Linked DNA regions of Arachis hypogaea: region 2 is linked to region 1. The links are chromatin contacts, called in public Hi-C maps. All regions are on one chromosome and are shown on one strand. Each heading gives the region's core, a stretch centred on a gene start, on an enhancer-like site or on the middle of the called end of the contact. The rest is flanking DNA. Distances are from core to core; before and after follow the strand shown. Region 1 has its middle 10 kb from the start of LOC112740446. Region 2 holds the start of LOC112743474 (phosphatidylinositol:ceramide inositolphosphotransferase 1).

Region 1 (4,520 bases), core at 710-3,209:
TTTTGGGCTGAAGATGACTTGGTTCAGGAACAGGATGACCCACATTCCATCGGGGGCTAATGAGGCTACTCTCCGCCAGTATGCCAAATGTTACTTACTTATGTTGATCGGGGGATACTTGTTTATAAACAAGTCAACCAACTTTGTCCCTCTCAGATGGCTGCCACTTCTGGAGGACTTTGATAGTTCCAGACGGTTGTCATGGGCTCTGCAATGCTGTCTCACACCTATCATTCATTGTGCAGCGCTGCCCGACAGGATATGATGGATATTGTCGAGTGCGTGCCATTAGTCGTGGATCTACCACAAGTTCCCGACTTTCTGTCCTGTCAAATGCAACATTCTCAGATTTTCTCTTGCTTCAAGGTAGTTATTTAATATTTTTGTTGTAATAATAAGAATGTGCAATATTAAAAACTAACTGAAATTTTTTTCGGTTATTAGGTTGGCATGACTTGGTAGGACAACCATCATGACAGAGGTCTTAGATTGCGGCGTAGGATGGATGCCCTAAGGTTTGACGAGTTATGATGTTTCGAATCTTCATATGTTATTCACAAATTACTCTTCTAGTACTAAATATAGTATTATACGTGTTTTCAGTTTCGGTGGACACCGTACGATGATCCCTAGCTACTGCAGATGACACCCGACCGGATTAGTCTGCCATGTACATCAAACATTATACTGACGTGCTTATCTTCTTCAACCCAAAACGTCCTATTTTTTTAAAACCTCCACTAGACAGCGTTGATATGAATCTATATGCTACTCAGCTAACCTCCTTCGAACCGATTAATTGCTCCCATGTTGATCAAGATAACATTCTTAAGCACATCTAGAGAATCAATACGGAAGTGCGCAGTATCACAGTTGAATTGCACTCAAATATTACTCCCTCATCACCATTTCTAATGATTCCATTATGATAAACTATTAAAAAAAAAACTGGTTACTAACCTTTTTTTTTTTGAAAAGAAGGAAAGGAAGAATAGATAGCATAAAGATGGATGTAGAATGGATTGCACAAGAAGTTGCATATAGAGATATTTTCGTATCTAGAGTTCAAAGACCCCTATTTATTTAAGCACGTATCCCGGATACAGTGCCACCATACTTATTATGGATGTATCTCGAGTACAGTACCATAAAATTTCTTAAGGCTCTATCTCGGATGCAGTGCACCCGACTTGTGCACGTATTTTAATATTGCTTGTATCCTGGGTATAGAATAACTGAGTTGTGTTTTTTTAGGTTTTGGTACCTTTGTATCCGGGATGTATAAGGTTAACATAAATGCGTAAATACGCTATAAATTACACATTTTTGTAAATATTATATTTAAATAATTTAAATAAAAAAATCTCTTTTCTCCATTGTATCATGTTATATTGGAGAAACACACCGGCTATTCGCTCCAGAGTTAGCACCTTTTCACTGCCTCCGACTCAGCATCGTATCGTGGCCATCAAGTTATGTATTTTTCAAGGTGAAGTAACCCGAATTTAGATTCTCTAAAGTGAAGAAGTTGGTAAAGTAGTAAAATGGGGAGTTAATTACCATTAATTTTGTAACTTTTATAAAATATATGTTCTATTATCTTAATTTAAGAGTGATTAATTTTTCACTTTACTATTTTACCAACTTTTTTACTTTAAAAAATTTTCATTCAAGTAGTCTAAAATTTTTATTTTGTTCTTAAAAAATAAATAAATATTGTGAACAATTTCATAAATATTTTTATTTTATTTGAAGAATATACTTTAAGTTGATTTTGAAATATTATTTTATCATCTATACTAACTAATAGTTAGCAGATAATACCACAACAAATTATTTATTTAAATAAAATATTAAAAGAAAGATAAAAGAGCAGAGGAAAACATATACAGCCTTGGGTTGAGATTTAGTCACCCAAAAAAATATATATATACAGCCTTGGGACGTTGCTCACAACAAAAGTTGGGCGGTAGATTCTCTTGAAAGAGGAGCCAAGTATAAAACCAACGGCCCATTAAGCTTTCATACTATTTCTAGCCCAACTCAGAAAATTATATTTGTATAATAATGATTCCTTCTTTTTCTTTTAAAATTTTGCAAGACTTTATATTACAATTAAACAATGTCACTCTAGCAAAACTGACAACCTACGTTATGGGATACTTAATTTTAGAAGCTTGTGCATCTCGGTACGTTGGTCAAAATTGACCACAAATTCATAATGTATAATATTAGGACATTTTACTGTATAGATTGACGTAATATAAAAAAAAAATAAATTTTTTTATAATTATTTTAATTATTTTATTATTATTTAAAATATCAGTCCTACCTTTTTCAATTTTTTTTTTATCTCATAAAAAAAAAGATCGATAAACTTATATTTTTATTGTATAATTTAGCATAATATTAATGTTATTAACGGTGCGCTTTACACTAAAAACATGTGATCAAATAAGTTATTCTTTCTCTTAAAAAAAATACACGAATCGAGACGTCAAATCCCTCCTAATTGTGGCCTGTATCTTTCTTTTCTAAAATTTGTAAACAAAATTAAAGAACAATAAAAACTGTATATAATATATCTGATATAAAATAATACAAATTAAATCTAATTGAAAAAGTGCATTAAAACTCACATTTTTTCCTAGCCAGCCAAATTATTTCAGTTGAATATAACAGTGAAAAAATTTTATAATTCAGTAGTGTCTATAATCTTGTGATTCATATATACACACACAAATTTTGTATAACAAAATTTATTTCTGAAATCTTGTGAACATTAATTGTCATTAAACAAATTAAATACAGAAAAAATTTAGATAATTACTAAAACGTAAATATGTAAAGGGAGAAATGATTATACTAAGTAATTAAAATGTTGTATTATATATGTATTCTAACTTATATTTTTAAAATTAATTCATAACTAAATTTAAGACTGAATTTAATTTAAATTTAAATTTAAATTTTAGATTTGATTTGAATCTAGCAAGATTTAAAATATGAATTCTTACCGCTAACTGAAAGGATGAAGATGAGCAACATTATAACCTAATTTTATTAGGTTATCAGCACGTGTTATTTTTAGATCTTTCTATTTTTGTTCGCTTGATTTTTTTTATTTTTGTCATTGCTTTGACATACTTATTTAGAGTTTAATTAATTAATTAATTATTTTAATTTTGAGGTCTGCTACACATTTAAGTCTTCCTCTTTTTTCTCTTCTTTCTCTTTCTCTTTCTCCTTTTTCTTTATCTTTTTTCATTATGGTCATCGTCACCACCACTATATCCAGTGGCGGAACTTGAAACCAAATTTTGGGGGGGCCAGCTAGAAAATAATTGTCAAAATATTTTTGATATGAACCCCATTTAAGATAAGCTCGTCTAATCTCATCTCTTTGGTTTGGGTGATATTGCCAAATTTAAAGCTGTTTTTCAAGATCTCGTTCCAAAAACTTAAGGCTAAAGTCATCGGATGTAACTTTTTGAACTTTTGAAGGTTATATCTCACTTTCTTCATGATTCATTAAAGTAGAAGAACTATCTACAGGTGTTGATATTGTAAAAGTTATATGTTCTCTTTCTTAAATATTAGTCTTCCTCTTAAAAAATATATCAATTCTTTGATTTTTCATTATTATTTTATATAAAAATTTGAATATATATCTTGTAAAATATGTAAAGAAGAAGTTAGAAGGACAAATATTAAAATTTATAATATTTATTGAATTTTTTTATCAATTTATACAAATACAATAATATTAATACTTATTGAATATTCTATTATTTTTTATCATATAAAAATTAAATTAAATAAATAAAAAAGATCTAATTTTTTATATTTGAACTTAAAAATAGAGAGAGTGTTGTTTATTGAACTTATTAGATACTTTAAGTCATAGTAAAGTATTTAAGTCAATTGAACTATTTTTTATCTTTTGAAAAAGTACTACTAAGTTTTTTATAAAAAGTTTGGGGGGGCCATGGCCCCCCTTGTCTGAACTAAGCTCCGCCACTGACTATATCATCACATCCATCTCCTCTTCTTCCTTCTCCTCCTCCTCCTCCTCCTGTTTCTTTTTTATTTGAATTTCTTTGATTTCCTCCTTTCTTTTCTTCTTTTTCCTCCATTATCATTATAGTCATCACCAACAACACCAACATTTTTCTAACATCTTTATTGATTCTGATTCTCTATGGTCACGTCATTAAATAATTTCGGAATCGAAAATATTATCAAAACAAAATCATTGTATAATATCAAATGAACTGAAAATTGTCCATTATATAAATTTGAATTCAGAAATACTTGCGTATCAAATGAACAAAAAATATTATCAAAACGAAATCATTGTATACTATCAAATGAACCGAAAATTGTCCATTATATAAATTCGAATTCACAAACAAGTCAATTTTGAACAAAAATTCATCCAAATTAATTTTAGATTAAACAATGTCATCAATATGACAAAAATTCGATGATAACGATAATGACGATACGTATTAGAAGAA
Region 2 (4,756 bases), core at 1,876-4,375, 120 kb after region 1:
TATGTATTTCTTCTTATTTTTTGTTTGATTTTTTTTGTTTTTATGCTTGTTAAAAGAGTAAAACAAAAAGAAATTTTAGAAGGTAAAACAAAAAGAAAAAGATGAATAAAAAAAAAAAAGAAAGAAGATGATGATGATAATGAAAAAGAAGAAGCAATAGCAGAAGATAAGGAGGAGGAAGAAAAAGAGTTTTGAATTATGAATTATGTATAACTTATCAGTACAATTATAGACCGAAAATTCTTAACAATACACATAAATATCTTAATTTTATACCAAAATTTGCTACAAATAGATAAAAACATTTTCTTTAATACAAAACTCTTACTACATTCAATTCACGATAAACAATAATTTTCACAAATAAAAACAATATTATTCACCTACAAAATTATCAACTACTAACGAAAACCTTAACTAGAATCGAACTACACCTCAGTCACTTAATTGGATTCAAAACAATAATTTACTTTGTTCTGGTTCAATTGACAATCTAAACTTAAATCATTCATTATCTTCAACAATGAGATAACTGTTTAAAACTGATTTCAGAGTTTGATTTCAAAAATATAGAGAACGAAGGAAATCACAAAAAACAAAGAAAAAGAACCTAGAGAACGAACAAAAAGAAACGCAAAGAACGCAGAGATGGAAGAGAATGTATATCGAAAACGTTGAGAAAAATTCGAAAATGAAATTCTTTTAAAAAAGACAGTTATATACTTACGCCTTAATAAAAAAGTTGGTTAGATAGTGACATCGTGAGGTAAATTAAATTAAAAAAAACTTATATGAATTTGTTTATGTAAATGACTTGTATGCGAAGAATATTTGTTTATATCAACACTCAAGATTTTCTTTCTTGCCGCTTAAATGTTATTTGTGAACATGTCGATTTTGGTTTTTCCTTCATTAATGTCATTCGTCTTTTGAATCGATGACATGCATACGTTGATGATAAGAGAAATTTTATATAGACGCATATTGTTATTATTATTATTATTAGTTATATTGTAGGGCTGCAAGTTAAGGAATATATAGTAATACTCTCATTAATAACTTGTTTTAACTGGAGTATAATGAGATTCATTAGTTAGGATATTACAAAAAGTCACTAAGATAATAAAGTAAAGACTTTTGTATATTTTAGATGTACAACATAAGTCAACGTAATGTGTTTATTGTCAATAGCACCATGACTTAAGTGTGATATTTTATTAGTGAGATTGTTATAATGACTTTCTTTTTCTTTTTTCTTTATTTTACAAATCTGATGTTTTCATTCTTCTCTTATTTGATTTGCAGATTTATTTTTTTTTTTCCATTTTTTTTCATTTGACCTGTAAATCTATTTTTTTCTCCACTCATCATCAGTTTTTTATTTTTATTTTTCCCCTAAAATTATATGTTTGCATTGATTTTTTTTGTTTGAATCTATTATTAGATTATAAAAATAGAATTATAAATTGGTTTTTTGTTCTGCAATTTGTTTTTTTTTTCTAAAAAAAATAATTAGATAGAGAGAAAAAAGATAAAGGAATGATAAATGATGAAGATGATAAAATAATACTATTTTTTTATAATTGAGGATAAAATAGACTTTTTCTTAATATTGTTTTATTTATAATAATTGTCAAGTATGTAATTATCTTTTGGTAAAAATTCAACTGAAGTTAATTTTATGTGAAATTAATAGTTAAAAATTATTAAATAATAATTTAATCAAATCTATTAAATTATTTAATAATTTTCAATTTTTAATTTCATATAAAATTAACTCCACCTAAATTTTCACCATATTTTTTTTTATTATATTTTTGTGTATGTGTTTCTGTCTCTCCCCTATATTTTAACCTTTGAGCGAGGAACATTATCTAACCAAACAGAACCTATTTTTAATTGGACATTTTTTAATCAACAATGATCACGCCATATATATATGTGTGGCAACACGAGTAATCTTTCTGCTTCCTTTTTTTTCCCTTTGATATGAGAACAATCAATAACTCTTCGTAGTTTATGCTTTATTTTGCTTTTGTATTTCCAATATTTAAAGAAGAGCATCAAAACATAGTTTTTGCATCTCATCTCTTTGCATTATATTTGAGGAATACCCCTATAGAAACTATCGCAAATTCACATTGGACATTCTATTAAGCTAGTTCAATATTTTGTGTATTTAGTTTTATTTCTTTTGTCCATCACTTTATATATTTTTTTTTGGGGATGTTGCATGTGATGTTAGTACAATTATAGATAGTATTAAATGGAAAAGTAGGTTAAGATAAGAGTTAATTATTCAGTAAACTATTATTATTCACGACTTTAAAAGATAAAAATAAGATTTTAATAAAAAAAATATGAACTAAATCAATGCGCATCAAATTTTTCATATGGTTATTTTGACAAAACTATCCAATTAATGACTCATTTTTAGATAGTTTTGTTAAATTAATGCAATCTATCTTTAATAGTAAGTATTGTATAAAGTTAGTTAAATATTCTACATTATATGTAATTCAACAAAATTTGTTATTTTCAAAATTTAAAAGCAAAACCTTTCGGTGATTTGTTCAAATGCTAACGCATAAATTTTCCTTAAAAGTGAAGCCATTTCCTAAAAATTCATAAATTTTCAAAAAATTATTTTTTTATTATATTATACACACATAAAAAATCAGTTGTATATATAAAATATATATTAACATGCTAAAATTACTGTTTCTTTGTATTTAATTATTTATATACATTTATAAGAAAAATACACTATGTATTTAATAAAATGATATATATAGAAAACGAAGATACAATTAAGGCTATTGTTGTCTTTATCCATAAATGAGAGTTTCTTAGTAAGAAGAAGAAGAAGGAGAGAGAAAGGGTTGCGACTTGGAGGGTCAAAGGAGGAAAAGTATATATGTCTAATCTAGAAACCACCCACTTTCTCACTCCACAATCTCACCTTCCCTGTTTTTTCGTTTTTCAATTCAAACTCCAAAACTAAAAAGTCCTCTATTTTAGTATTTTGTTTTTTTGTTTTTTTTCTCCTAATAAACAATAAAATAGAAAAAAACAAAAAAAAGGAAGTTGCTTTTATATATAGTTTCGTTTCTCTTCGTCTTCTCAAAACTATCTCTCTCCGTGTTCATCTCGCGTTGCATTATAGTCAAGGCGAGGCGAGAAAACTCGAAGAGAATAGATTAGAGAATAGAATTAGAATTTCACGCATTGAAGAAGAAGAAGGAGAAGAAACAGAAAAAGGAAAAGAAAAATACCCAGAGAGATAGATAAAGAGAAAAGAGAGAATACAGAGAAAGCAAAAAGCCCAAGCTACCCCTTTGATCGGTTTCGGAGAAAGGGGGAACTTGGTTTCTTTTGTGAATCGTCTTCTGGGTTCTCTCTATCATTTTTATCTTTCTGGGCTTCACTTTTTTGTCTTAATCAAATCCTCTTCTCTCTGTGTTCTTTTGAATAATACTCATTTCTTCGTGGTGGGAATATAAACAAAAGAAGGAAAGAAAGAAAGAAAGAAAGAATAGAATATTGAAGTGGTGCTCACAACATCGTAATCATCAATAACAACGCCAGAAGCTACATAGCAAGGACAAGGATGAAAATGTCGCTTTACATTGGTCGCGAGGCTTCCAAGGTAGGTTGGTTGGTTCGGTGTTTTCAATGCTTATTGTAGCTTGTTCTTATTGTTATGTTATCATGTTTTATTATTGATTATGGATAAAAAAAATGAAAGTAATGAGTGTTGTTTTTGAATGTATGAATAATGTGTAGCTATGGAAGAGAGCTTCTGCGGAGGCAGTTACAGAGGGAATCCTCCTTGCCGATAATTGGAAGTACCTTCTCGCTGGTATTTTCTGTCAGGTATCATGAATTATGAAAATATCAAGTACATCTTTTTTAAGGAAAAAAGAAAAATAAAATTTAATTTGTGGGAGTAGTTATCGCATGTGGTTGTGGAGAGTCTGGCAACGTTCCTTGAACGCTAAAAAACGTGTTTTTTTTTTTTTGTTTTGTTTTTGTGTGTGAACTTTTTTTTTTCTTTTTCAATTGGTGTGCTTACTTTAATAACCAAGTCATTTACGGTTATTGTAGAAATCGTAATTGCCTTAAATTTGAATAACAGAAACCTCTCTTCATAATTGTGTTCCCTCGCATTTGAAATGCTCATCATTGGCACACAACTAATGTACTCCAATAATTTTATTATTATTTTCTTCTTAAAAATGAATGGAATTCATTCGCTAAAGTTGCTTTAAGAATCTGTCAAGCTGTTTTGAATTTCTCTTTTAATAAAAATAAGAAAGAATCTAATTTAAATGCGCAATTACTTTCTTTTAATATTTGATGTCCAAAACTAAATATGTATTGAGCTTTTTTATTTTTATTTTACACAGTACCTTCATGGTTTGGCTGCACATGGAGTTCATTATTTACATAGACCCGGTCCTACATTACAGGATACTGGATTCTTCCTTCTTCCGGTTTGTAGTACTCTCTCTCTCTCTCTCTCTCTCTCTCTCTCTCTATATATATATATATATATATATATATACATACTGAATATTCCATTCTAATTTGGTGTTGCTGATGTCACAGGAACTTGGCCTCGAGAGAGCTTATGTTAGTGAAACGTTGTTTACCTTTATCTTCGTATCTTTTATCTTGGTAAGTCTTCTCTCTATAAACACAAATGGTTACATTCAAAACTAATTAGTGTTTGTTTTTTGAAATAGGAAACATT

The links. Hi-C and Micro-C count contacts between places; a contact is called where the count stands out from the background.
Region 2: a contact with region 1 is called in a Hi-C map of leaf, with 1.7 times the contacts expected there. The contact joins the promoter of LOC112743474 here to the enhancer-like site in region 1. A contact is called at or near these places in 2 of 8 Hi-C or Micro-C datasets (both in leaf).

Annotation. Positions count from the first base shown.
Region 1 is chr14:89,867,537-89,872,056 of arahy.Tifrunner.gnm2.J5K5, forward strand. No RefSeq gene overlaps it. Among protein-coding and RNA genes, the nearest start is that of LOC112740446, 10 kb to the right of the region's middle. Within about 2 kb of position 1,960, at least 2 of the 3 cell types and tissues checked have open chromatin away from gene starts, as enhancers often do.
Region 2 is chr14:89,986,897-89,991,652 of arahy.Tifrunner.gnm2.J5K5, forward strand. LOC112743474 (phosphatidylinositol:ceramide inositolphosphotransferase 1) reads left to right here and starts at 3,126. Exons shown (of 12, transcript XM_025792686.3): 1 at 3,126-3,649; 2 at 3,787-3,876; 3 at 4,410-4,496; 4 at 4,612-4,680. The coding sequence starts at 3,611.